Regions from separate parts of the Mus musculus genome. Here all the other regions are linked to region 4. The links are chromatin contacts, called in public Hi-C and HiChIP or PLAC-seq maps. All regions are on one chromosome and are shown on one strand. Each heading gives the region's core, a stretch centred on a gene start, on an enhancer-like site or on the middle of the called end of the contact. The rest is flanking DNA. Distances are from core to core; before and after follow the strand shown. Region 1 holds the start of Klf1 (Kruppel-like factor 1 (erythroid)). Region 2 holds the start of Ier2 (immediate early response 2). Region 3 holds the start of Tnpo2 (transportin 2 (importin 3, karyopherin beta 2b)). Region 4 holds the start of Gipc1 (GIPC PDZ domain containing family, member 1).

Evidence for each region. A called contact is a pair of places that touch in the nucleus more often than the background predicts. HiChIP or PLAC-seq counts read pairs in DNA pulled down with a chosen protein or histone mark.
Region 1: a contact with region 4 is called in a Hi-C map of muscle stem cells, with 6 times the contacts expected there. The contact joins the promoter of Klf1 here to the promoter of Gipc1 in region 4. A contact is called at or near these places in 2 of 39 promoter capture datasets (embryonic stem cells and pre-B cells), 2 of 484 Hi-C or Micro-C datasets (B cells and muscle stem cells) and 1 of 9 other capture datasets (liver).
Region 2: an HNF4G HiChIP or PLAC-seq map of pancreatic cancer cells shows a contact between it and region 4. The contact joins the promoter of Ier2 here to the promoter of Gipc1 in region 4. A contact is called at or near these places in 1 of 484 Hi-C or Micro-C datasets (B cells), 3 of 115 datasets of contacts at active chromatin or transcription factors (double positive thymocytes, pancreatic cancer cells and thymic regulatory T cells) and 1 of 9 other capture datasets (macrophages).
Region 3: an H3K27ac HiChIP or PLAC-seq map of bone marrow-derived dendritic cells shows a contact between it and region 4, with 7 times the contacts expected there. The contact joins the promoter of Tnpo2 here to the promoter of Gipc1 in region 4. A contact is called at or near these places in 2 of 39 promoter capture datasets (hippocampal neurons and liver) and 2 of 115 datasets of contacts at active chromatin or transcription factors (astrocytes and bone marrow-derived dendritic cells).

What each region holds. Positions count from the first base shown.
Region 1 is chr8:84,900,584-84,903,283 of GRCm38.p6, reverse strand. Klf1 (Kruppel-like factor 1 (erythroid)) reads right to left here and starts at 1,302. Exons shown (of 3, transcript NM_010635.3): 1 at 1,169-1,302; 2 at 1-595. The coding sequence starts at 1,255.
Region 2 is chr8:84,661,422-84,664,121 of GRCm38.p6, reverse strand. It overlaps Ier2 (immediate early response 2), which reads left to right and starts at 1,270. Exons shown (of 1, transcript NM_010499.4): 1 at 1,270-2,700. The coding sequence starts at 1,371. The coding sequence ends at 2,036.
Region 3 is chr8:85,035,536-85,038,235 of GRCm38.p6, reverse strand. It overlaps Tnpo2 (transportin 2 (importin 3, karyopherin beta 2b)), which reads right to left and starts at 1,343. Exons shown (of 25, transcript NM_001364032.1): 1 at 1,259-1,343.
Region 4 is chr8:83,651,353-83,654,052 of GRCm38.p6, reverse strand. Gipc1 (GIPC PDZ domain containing family, member 1) reads right to left here and starts at 1,375. Exons shown (of 7, transcript NM_018771.3): 1 at 1,316-1,375.

The DNA of each region.
Region 1 (2,700 bases), core at 53-2,552, 1.2 Mb before region 4:
AAGGGGGCGCCGTGGGACCAGCAGAAGGCGCCGCGAGCCCGCGAAAGAGCTGGAAGTGGCCTTGGTACTGTGGCGCGGGGTACAGCGCGGGGTATCCCGACAGCAGCCCATAGGGGGCGCCTGGAGCTGCGGGCACCGCAAGCCCCGCCCGCGGGAAGAAGCCCCCTACGGAGCCCGCTCGCGAGTCGGAGTACGAGGGCTGAGCCTTGGGAGCGAGTCCCGGGGCCAGGGCAGGGGCCACGAAGGGTTCAGGGGCTGGGGGTCTCGGAGTCGGGTGCGCCCAGCTTGTGTGCTCCTCGGAGCCCAAAGGCCCAGTCACCAACCCTGGGCCACCCGCATAGGCGCCCAGAGACTCAGGCGGCTCGAACTGTGCCACTGGCCCCACGCTGGGCGCCAGGGCACAGGTCCGGGAAGTGCCGGGAGACTCGGAACCTGGAAAGTTTGTAAGGAAAAGATCCGGGTCCCACGCACAGGTCACGTCCCTCTCATCGTCCTCTCCGGAAGGGTCCTCCGATTTCAGACTCACGTGATGGGACGGCCCCGTGGGATTCGGGGGCCCCGGCCCCAAATCCTGCGTCTCCTCAGACCGCCACCACTGCGGGAGGGAGCGTACTGCTTGAATGGTAGGCACTGGGTACCTGGCCCTCAAACAACCCTGGCTGGAAACACCGTTGGTGCCTGTCATTTACCCACACGGTTCCCCTAACCCCTTTCTCAGCTCCAGACAACTCCATTAGGTCTTGCTAGAGACAGCTAAGACACTTACCAAGAATAGTATTCAGGATGGGAGAAGGGGTTGCAGAGTTCTGAGTCAAAGGGGACAGCTTCGACTCCGTTTTCCCTAGCCTTTCCCTGTCTTCACATAGCCCAGAAAATTACAGCTCAAAGCCTGGAAATCCCAGGACACCTTTATCTGGACCTTTGTCTCTATGAGCCTAGTCTCTTAAGATATAGAGCTTAGAATTCTGCTTCCTGTTGGAGAAATAGGCCTCACCTTGATCTCAGACCCCTAGAACATCTCCCCCAAACAAGGCTCAGAGGCTCTCCCACTCCTCCACCCCCAAAAAACAGAGCAGAGGATATTAAAGTAAGATAGACGCCCCACCCCTAAGCACTATGCCCTATGCAAGACCACCTGCCCCCTCCCACACACTCACACTGGCCCCACCTTGAGGAAGTCCTCCTGGGTGTCCAGGAACTGTCCCAGGGTGGTGAGTGTACTGATGGAGGGTAAGACAGTCTCAGCTGAGGCCATGGCTGGCTGGTGTCCACCCTGGACCTCAGGCCTCCTCTCTCTCTTCTGCCTCATGGGCTATGAGGCTAGGAAAGTTTCTTGGAGGGCTCCTGTCTGCCCACATCTGATTGGCTGTCTTCCCTGATAAGACCCAGGCAAAGCAAAACGGCAAAGGAGGGGTGTGTGCGATATGTGTGTGGTGTGCTTCTTTTTTTTTTTTTTTAAGGTTTTCGAAACAGGGTTTCTCTGTGTAACTGAGCCCTGGCTGTCCTGGACTGGCTTATGTAGACCAGGCTGGCCTAGAACTCACAGACATCTGCCTACCTCTGTCTCCTGAGTGCTGGGATTAAAGTTGTGATGTGTCACTTTCAAGGAATAGACCTCACCCTGGCCTGTTTTCAAACTGGTCCCTGAAAACCAACCCTGTATGTAAAGTCAATCAGATGTCAAGGAATAGGGGCTTCAAAGTTTTAGGATTCAGGTTGGGTAAAGAAAAGTCCTGGTCGCTGCTCCCCACCCCCACCCCACCTCCCACAGGACTGAGAAGACCCCTCTGGTTTGGTTTCAAGTCTCTCTCCAAGGAGTGGACCAGGAAGGATAGATTTCTTGGGAAAGGTCTTTGGGACCCTTTGACCCCCATGGAGACCACTGCAGTCCTTACTCTCCCAGACAACAGCAGCAACGGTGCTAGTGGCGGGCCTTGGCACCGGCTCCCTTTCAGGCATTATCAGACACACCAGATGTTTCAGGCCGCTATCAGGTAGGGGGCCCAGAACAACCATAGCTCTGTTCCTCCTTGAGCAGAAGAGCTGGGGGTTGGTGCCACAAATTATTTTAGCTTTGAATTGCTCTGTTGTGTTGAGGTCTGAGCTGTTTAGCAAAAGGAGTCCCCTCAAATCAGCCCACTCTGGGGCTCTGAGGACCCTCACTGGCTACTGCATGGAGCTGAAGGGGATGGCTAGGAAGTTTACAGTGTGGTGGGCTAGGACCCATAGATGGAGCTGCAGCTAGTATGCCGTTCAGAAGAGCTCAGCCCTGACTCTGCCTAACGGCTCATTGTGTGCGGGACCCCATGATAGATGGCCTGCTATTCCCATACTTCTATTCTGGTGCCCTATGAGTCAGGGTAGGGAAATGGGGTGTCACGGGTACAATAATATCACACATACACCATCATTGCTCGGTGTCCATAGGGGACATCAGATCCATTATAGAAAATGGTACCTAGTCAGGCATGGTAGTGATGCCTTTAATCCCAGCACTTGGAAAGCAGAGGCTGGTGGATCTCTATGAATTTGAAAGGTCTGTTTGGTCTACATAATAAGTTCCAGGACAACCAGGGCTACATAGTCTTTGTCTCGAAAGACGACAACAAGGGTAAAACAGTGCTGGGGACTTAGCTTCATGGAGTGCTTGCACCGTATTAACTTTAAAAGAAAAGCATAAAGACCTAGGTTCAGATCCCT
Region 2 (2,700 bases), core at 21-2,520, 1.0 Mb before region 4:
CTAAGACCGGCTGCCCTTGTTCTTATATGGGCATCCGGAAGTGGTTCGCGGCGCCAACCTACGTCATTACATCCAAATTTAGCCAGGGAAGTCGGCCGGCTGCAGTGGCGGGAAGTCTGCCCGCTGGCAGGGGGTGTTTCTTAAAGGGCCTGCACAGCAAATGAAAGGGGTTATTTGAATTTTTCTCCCTTCTGCAACTAGAAGCAAGTTTTTCTTGGGAAGTGATGCAAAGTGGAACCGACTTCTTTTTTTCTTTTCTTTGTTACTGTGTGTGTGTGTGTGTGTGTGTGTGTGTGTGTGTGTGTGTGTGTGTGTGTGTGTGTGTGTGTGTGTGAGACATCGTATAGAAGTCTGTTCTCTTGTACGGCGTGGGACCGGTGGGACCGGGAATCGAACTGAGTTCGTTAGGCTTGGCAACAAGTGGCTCCACCCACTGTGCCATCTCGACCCAGATATCTGTCTTTCTTGGAGTAATTCCGTTCACGAGGGCATGAAGGCAGAAAACTGCTCTATTGACAAGGGAAGATCGCAGGCCCTATGGACATTGGGACTTCCATGCCACTGGGTTGCGGAAAACTGGGAGATCTTTAACGCTGAAAGTAAAGAGCAGTCGTGAGGTGGTGGATATCTGTGGTTACGGGGTACAGTGTCCGTGCCCACTTTCCACCCATGTCCAGAAAGGTGGAGATAGAAGGGCTGCAGGCTTTAGTTGATCCTTTCGCCATAGTATAATCATATAATCATTCGTTTAGTAAATATTGGTCAGGTGGCTGCCTATTTCTCACCTGGAAAACTGTATCTTCTATGGAGTGGAGGTGAGAGATCAGAGACATTGAATAAAAAGAGAAAGTTCAACACTGTAGTAACTGGCGTGTAGTAACTGCTTAATAAGTAGCAGCGTTTTTACTGTTCAAAAAATATTAATTAGCAGGCTGGTAGGCAAGATGAACGGTGCCCTCGGGGAATGTACCCCGGTCCCGGGTTTTCCCCACTGCAGTCAGATTACCGCCCACTATCCGTCTCGTTGGTGGGCCTCATCCTCTGGCCCGTTGGTGACTCTGAGAACCCAGAACCTAGTGTCTTAAGGTGCAGTGGGGAAGTTCTTCCTTGCAGTAGTTAAGTCCTTTTTCCTTCGAGGCGTAAATTTATCCCTATTGCTTTAAGGACTCGCTAGCCACTGTGGAAAGCCCGGATGAGGCCCTCTGGTTGGGCGTGGTGTTGCAGTGACGTCACTCTCAGTATATTAAAAGGCTCCGGCTTGCTGCCCTCGCCCGAACGTCTAGCAGAGTACCTGCTGCTGTAAGCTTGTCGTCTGGGCTGCACCGCCCGTCTTAACCCATTCTCGACTTAACTACTCTCGTCGAACAAGCATGGAAGTACAGAAAGAAGCGCAGCGCATCATGACTCTGTCGGTATGGAAGATGTACCACTCTCGCATGCAGCGAGGTGGCTTGCGACTCCACCGGAGTCTGCAGCTGTCCCTCGTTATGCGCAGCGCTCGAGAGGTCTACCTCTCAGCCAAGGTAGAAGCCCACCAGCCCGAGTTCCCGCCATCCCGCAGGGCTCTTGACCCTCGCCTGCACCCGCCGCGGGAAGCCGAAGTTGCAGTGGAAGTAGCGTCCCCCGAAGCCGTGCAGCCTCCGGAGCCCATGGATACGCAAGAGGAAGTGCTGCGAGTCCAGGAGACCCCTGCGCTCTGTGACCCGCCCCCCGCTAGAGTCAGCCGCAAGCGCCGGAGCAGCAGCGATTTGAGCGACGGTAGTGATGCCGGACTGGTACCAAGCAAGAAGGCCCGTCTAGAAGAGGTGGAGGGGGAGGCGACGTCGGAGGTTCCCGATCGCCTGCAGCTTCCTCCGGCACAAAGCGAAGGTGCCTTCCCTAACCTCGCCCGCGTCCTCCAAAGGCGCTTCTCCAGTCTCCTGAACTGTGGACCCGCCGTGCCCCCGCCGACGCCCCCCACGTGCGAGGCCAAGCCAGCCTGCCGCCCGGCCGACAATATGCTCAACGTGCTGGTGCGAGCTGTGGTGGCCTTCTGAGAGCTCTGGTGGCTTCTTTCGAGCGGCGCCACCGGAGCGGAGAACGCACACCCGAGGCGAAGGCCGGCGGGGGCCGTGAAGAAGAGCCGCGGCCCGAGCTGCCGAGAGGCCAGGGGAAGGACTGAGGAGCGAGGGGCGCGGGCGCCTTCTCCCAGACGTGCGTCCATAGGTGCTATTAAAGGACTGTCCCTTCCTTGGCTTGGAGAAGGGACACCTAGATCTTGAATCTCAGGGTCGAACTCTCTAGGGGCCAGGCTGCCCTTTCAAGGCCGTTTCACTACCATTCGCGTTTCGGCCCCTACAAGTGGGCACGCTTGTGCAAGCGGTCAGAGTTGCGTCATGGGACAGACGCGGGTGCTTCCTGTTGCCTTGCGTGGGTGTGGGGCCTGGGAGGAGGCCAGGGTGTGGACCCGCCCTAGGGACTGGGAAGTGACTTGAGTCACCTCGCCCCCACAGGCTGCTGTGGGTGAGCCTGAACTGAACCAATCAAATCTGCGATCAGAGTTGAAGTGGCTGGAGACCCCGGGACTGGTCAACCTAGATGATCGCCTGGCGTGGACCACCGCGGGACGGGTGGGCCGCTGGTCGTAGTTGCTGCCGTAGACACAGCTTCTTCGGGCAGGAAAGAAAATTTTTTTTTTACCAGCGTGTTTAAGAAAGTCTG
Region 3 (2,700 bases), core at 94-2,593, 1.4 Mb before region 4:
AAGTGCGGGGTCCCCGCCAGCTAAGCCATCCTCGGCCACGCAGTCGCGGGCTCGGGAGTGCGAGTGGGGGGAATATAAAAGCGGGCCATCAGGACCAGCGGCGGGGGCGCGACGGATCCACATCGAGCCTAACGAGGAACCCTCTTTCCAAAGCGATCCACGCCACCGCCGCCCCCGGTTACGGGCCTCACGGCTTCCGCCTCCCTCCAGGGCGAGGGGCCCCGCCCCAGCGGTCTTTCAGGTGAAGGCTCAGTCCACGAGGATTCCCTTCCCCAAAATCCAGCCTTCCAGCTCCACTAGATGCCAGCCGCCTCCTAGATTTCTGAGCTCCTCTAGGTCCCTAAGCGCCCAGATCTTGCTCATCCCTGCTCCCTCTTCTAAACCGGCTCTACAAGCTCAGTAGACGCCACATGGCCCCCTTTCTGACCTAGACGCGGCCCTGTGACCCTCCTTAACCAGAATACAAGCAATACCCGATAGGTTTCCAATGTCTCTTTGAATGAGAGCCAGTCAGAATCACCCAACCCACGACCAAAGCCCCCAATGCCCGCTGCCTGCCCCCAATCAGATCTGGCCAAGCTTCTCTAGCTCTTACCCTCCGCCCCAGTCAGCAGGAATTAATGCTGACGGACCTCTGGCAGCTCCCCCAATCAAATTCCCCTAAGCCCCCTCCCACCCCCTCACCCCCGATCACTTCACGTCGGAGACCCCATCCGTCCAATCCCTGCAGCTTCCCTTACAGAGTCCCGCACAAACACCCGCCCGGTGCGCTACCCTCAACGGATCCCACCACCGCCTCGCAGCCAGACTCAGCAAAGCCCTCTGGTCTCAAGTCTGACGCCCCTCCCTATTAGGACTAAACAACCTTCCCCTCTCAACTTTCAAGGCTGTCTCCCCCGAATCAGACCCAACCAAGCCCCGCCGAAACAGATCCCCACACACACCCGATCCACGCGACGTCCCCCGACGATTCCCCCAATCAGCGCCCCTCCAGCCCGACCCCAGCCGCCCCACTGGCCCGCATCTCGTGGCACCCGAACCTGCCCGGGCGCCGAGGCCCCACCCCTTGAGATCAGATCAGCTCCCCCTCCCCCGCCCGGCCCGTTCTGCCGGCCTCGAGAGCTGGCCCAACCCGGTACCCCGCCTCTCAGCCGGGCGCGACCCCGACGCCTGGGCGGCGCGCGGCGCAGGCCCAGAACCCAGGGAGGTTCGAGGCGAGCTGAAGCCAAGGGGCCCCGGCCGAGCGAGGCCCACCTACCAGGCCCCGGGAGGCAGCGGCGGCGCCTAAGTGCTGCAGCTTCTCCAGAGGCTCGCGCGGAAGGAGGGAGCCAGAGGCAGGGAATTAAAAAAAAAAAAAAAAAAAAAAAATTAAACGCGGCCGAAATGAACAATTTCGGCTTCCGTACGCCGTTCAAACTGGCCTACCAAAGCCAATCGGAGAGCGAAGCACTCACACGTGATCTGGCACAGAGTGGCCCTGGCCAAGTTGAGTCACGTGAGAGAATAAGTACCGCCTCTAGGCCTCTCTTGCCATTAGGTCCTCCCAGCGTCTCGTTTCCTTTTCCTTACTGCAGCTTTCTTCTTTCTTCTTTAACGTATATTGGTATTTTTGTCTGAACCATGTGCGCGCAGTGCCGTGGGGATCAGAAGATTGCATTGGATGCCTGTGAAGCTGGTGGTGGTGAGCCATGTGGATGCTGAAATCAAACCTGGGTCCTCTACGAGAGCCCACAGTACTCTTAACTGGCCCCAGCCCCACTGAGTTGCAGATTTTGCTGGAGCTAGAAATTTAGTAGTGCATGGGTGTTTTCGGTGTGTAATGGACCTAGGAATCCTTCAACTACAGCTAACCGTGTCCTTACTACAACTCCCTAAAATTTAAACTGTTCCGCAGTCCGGCGTGCCTCAGAACTGGATTGGGAGGGAGGGAGGGCAGGGATAGGGAATAAGGCAACAGTAGACCCCTCTGGTGCCAGGAAAGCTACATCACAAAACCCTTTGATCAAAAATAAGTTAAAATGAAGCCGGGCAGTGGCGGCGCACCCCTTTAACCCCAGCACTCCCTGATCTATGGAACTGGTTCCAGGACAGCCAAGGCTACACAGAGAAACTGGGGGAGGGGGTTAAAATGTAACTTTCTCTTTCGCTCCCCTAAACAGCACTACACCGACGTAAAGAGCAGGGCAGGCAGCTGGCGGTGCTGGATTTTACTAGAGCAACTGTCCTGTTATTGTTCAATGCTGTTTAAACACTTTTTACATGGGACTGAAAAATAACACGTGGCCATTTTTTGTTCTGTTTTTCGTGACAGGGTTTCTCTGTGTAGCTCTGGCTGTCCTGGAACTCAATCTGTAGTCCAGGCTGTCCTCGAACTGAGAATCCGCCAGCCTCTGCCTCCCAAGTGCTGGGATTCAAGGCATGCGCCACCGGATTTATGTTTGTTTTGCCTGCATTTATGTCTGCATCACGTTTCTGACGAGACAGTCAGGTGTTGAATCTCCTGGAACTAGAGCTACAAGACAGTTGTGAGCTGCCATATACGATTGCTGGCACTCAAAACCAGGGTCCTGTAGCAAAGCAACAAGTGCACTTAATCGCTGAGTCATCTTATTCAGCCCCTGGCAATAACTTCTAAAATAAAACAAGGCAGCTAAATTCGATCAGAAGACCTAATCCCTTAACCTACCTTAAAAGTGAGAT
Region 4 (2,700 bases), core at 126-2,625:
CCTCTAAGCAAAATATGCTGTCAGGCACAGTGGCTGCTCAGTATCTGTAGGTGATGGGTGTGTAGTTCAGGCGTAGGGCACCTGCCTAGCGTGTGAAACCTCGGTCGGGTTCCACAAGGGCTGAATTGTAGAATGAATGTCTTACATCCCCGACTGCCTGTGGTTCAAACCCCCACAACATGACTGCTAGAGAGCTAAGTGTGTGCGTCTCTCCAGTCTGTCTGCAAGGAGCTGAAGGGAAGTGGGTTGGATGGATTTCCGGAGTCCAGCACTCTCATCCCAAAAAGGGCCTGAAACTCTGCAACCCCCGCAGTCACAGAAAAGCCAAGTGGGGGGAGCAGGAAACGGGTTGTTCCAGGGGCTCAGATAACGCCTGGCTTAGGGGACACCACACCTGCCCCGGTCGTCCCTCCCTCCTAACCCCGGGCACAGCATTGCTTCGGGGAGGAAGGCAGGAGCTTCTGATTCATTCTTGAAAAACCGGATCCTGAAGGTTTCATCTCTCCAGTGTTTCCGGGGCGGGGGCTGAGGGGCGTGAATGCACAGCTTGACCGGTCTTGGCCGCCTGTAGCCCCCGCGCTCCCCAGACACCAAGTCTCTATACTTCCAGTCATCCCTTTAACAGTGGAGAGTGGACAGGGTAGGTGGAAAGGAAATGGGGTTAAACGACCCATGGTATTTGGGCCTTGCCTCTCCAGCTCAGAGAAGGGACACGAGGGCAACCTGGAAGCTGTCTAGTGACCCGTGGGCGAGGAGAGGAAAGCAAAACCCAGCAGGTGCGGCTCCGAAGTGAATATGGGGGTGGCGGTGGGCGTGAGTCTAGGGGCTGATCTCTGGGACTAGTTTCTGGACTCAAAGGATACGGGTCCCTAAGCCCCATGGGTCATTTACTAGCTGTGTGACCTTGAGTAAGTTACTCCACCTCTCTGGCACTAGTGCCTCACTTCTAAAACAAGTTAATAACCCCTCCCAGGAGGGTGTTTTGATTCAACTGAGCTGTGCAGCATAAGCGCCGGACGAGGAAACACCGATCCGGGCTTGCGAGGGGGAGTCATTAAACTAGTGCTGCGGTTGTTACTGTTATCCCGACCTGGGTCTCGGTGTTCCCCCCAGCCAGCTTTGGGAAGAGGCCTGGGAAGGGTCGGGAACACTGACCCACCACCAACAGGGAGCGTCCTGGGAGCAGAGAGCAGAGGCGGACGGGAGGCCCGGCCAGCGGGGAGGGGTCCGTGTTTGGGGTCCCGACGCGGCCAGCTCCACCCCACCGCCACGGCTCCACGCCCTGGAGGCCGCCCCCCGGGCGGGGGACACTCACCTGCGCCGCCGCCACCGCGCGCGCCCTGCTCGGTCCTCTCGAAACTCCGCCCGGCTTCTCCCTGGGCCTCCGGGACTTGGGCGGGGCCGGCGTCCCGGGCGGACTAATCAGCGACGGCCGTGTGCACTCGCGACCAATGGGCGCCTCCCGTCGGAACGCTCCAGAGGGATCCCTCCGCCGCGCCTCGGGCTCCCCCCATTGTGCGAGCAGTGGTCCAACCTTACTCGCTCTAAATAGGGAAGGGCTGAACCATTGTGAGGCTGCAAGGGTTGGGAGACGGCGGGGGAGCTGGCAGCGAGAGTCAGATGACCGGGTTTGGAGGACTGAGTTCTGTATCCAGGAAAGCGCGGTTTTTGAGAGGTCAGCGAGAGGCTGGAGGGCAGCCCCAAGCCCCTCTTCCCTCCCAGAAAGATGCTTTGATTCCAGAGGGTGGACCACAGTGAATAGGGAGGGTCCCGCGTGTCTCCGCTTCTTCCACTCTACACAATAGACAAAGGCGATCGCGCATTCATTCAGTCTTTCAATATTTAAGTGCCCCTGCCTGGTACCAGGCTCGGTCCTGTCTCTATAGACACAAGGATGGAGTATACACAATGTTAGATACAGGGTGTGCAAAGGCTCCGAAGCTGCACAGAGAGCTGCAGAGCACTTCGCAAGCAAAATTGTGTAAGACTCTATGGAACGTATCAGAACAGTAGAACACTCGACTTGTCAATTGAGCACCTACTGTACGGAATCGAAGCTAGTGACCAACCAGTCCAGGCTTCTACCCTCAGGGACAATGGACTCTTTCTCCCCCTTCTCCTTCGTTCTTCTAGGTGCTCTAAGGTTGAACGTAGGCCCAGTTCCTCCTCCTCTTGGAGGATCAGCTATTGGGTCAAGTGCTCAAGGTTGAGGCACTGTTACTGGTGGATGCTAGGCTGACAATCTACCTTCAAGTCACTTCTCCTGCTTCCCTTTTATGAGTTTATCTCCATCTAACTCTGAGTTTACTGTGCGTACACTTTGTCATCCACTTTCTTACCTTTTTTTTAAAAAAAGATTTATATTATATTTATTATTATATCTAAGCGCACTGTTGCTGTCTTCAGAAGAGGGCATCAGATGTCATTACAGACGGTTGTGAGCCACCATGTGGTTGCTGGGATTTGAACTCAGAACCTTCAGAAAAGCAGTCAGTGCTCTTAACTGCTGAGCCATCTCTCCAGCCCCCACTTTCTTACCTTTTAACCCCCCACACACACACATACACACGCAGAGAGTGAGGAAGAGAGAAGGGAGGGAGAAAGAGGGAGGAACAGAGAGAGAGGGAGGGAGGAGAGAGAGAGAGAGAGAGAGAGGAGAGACTGGAAATTACTTGAATCTTTGAAACCTCAAAGCCAGTG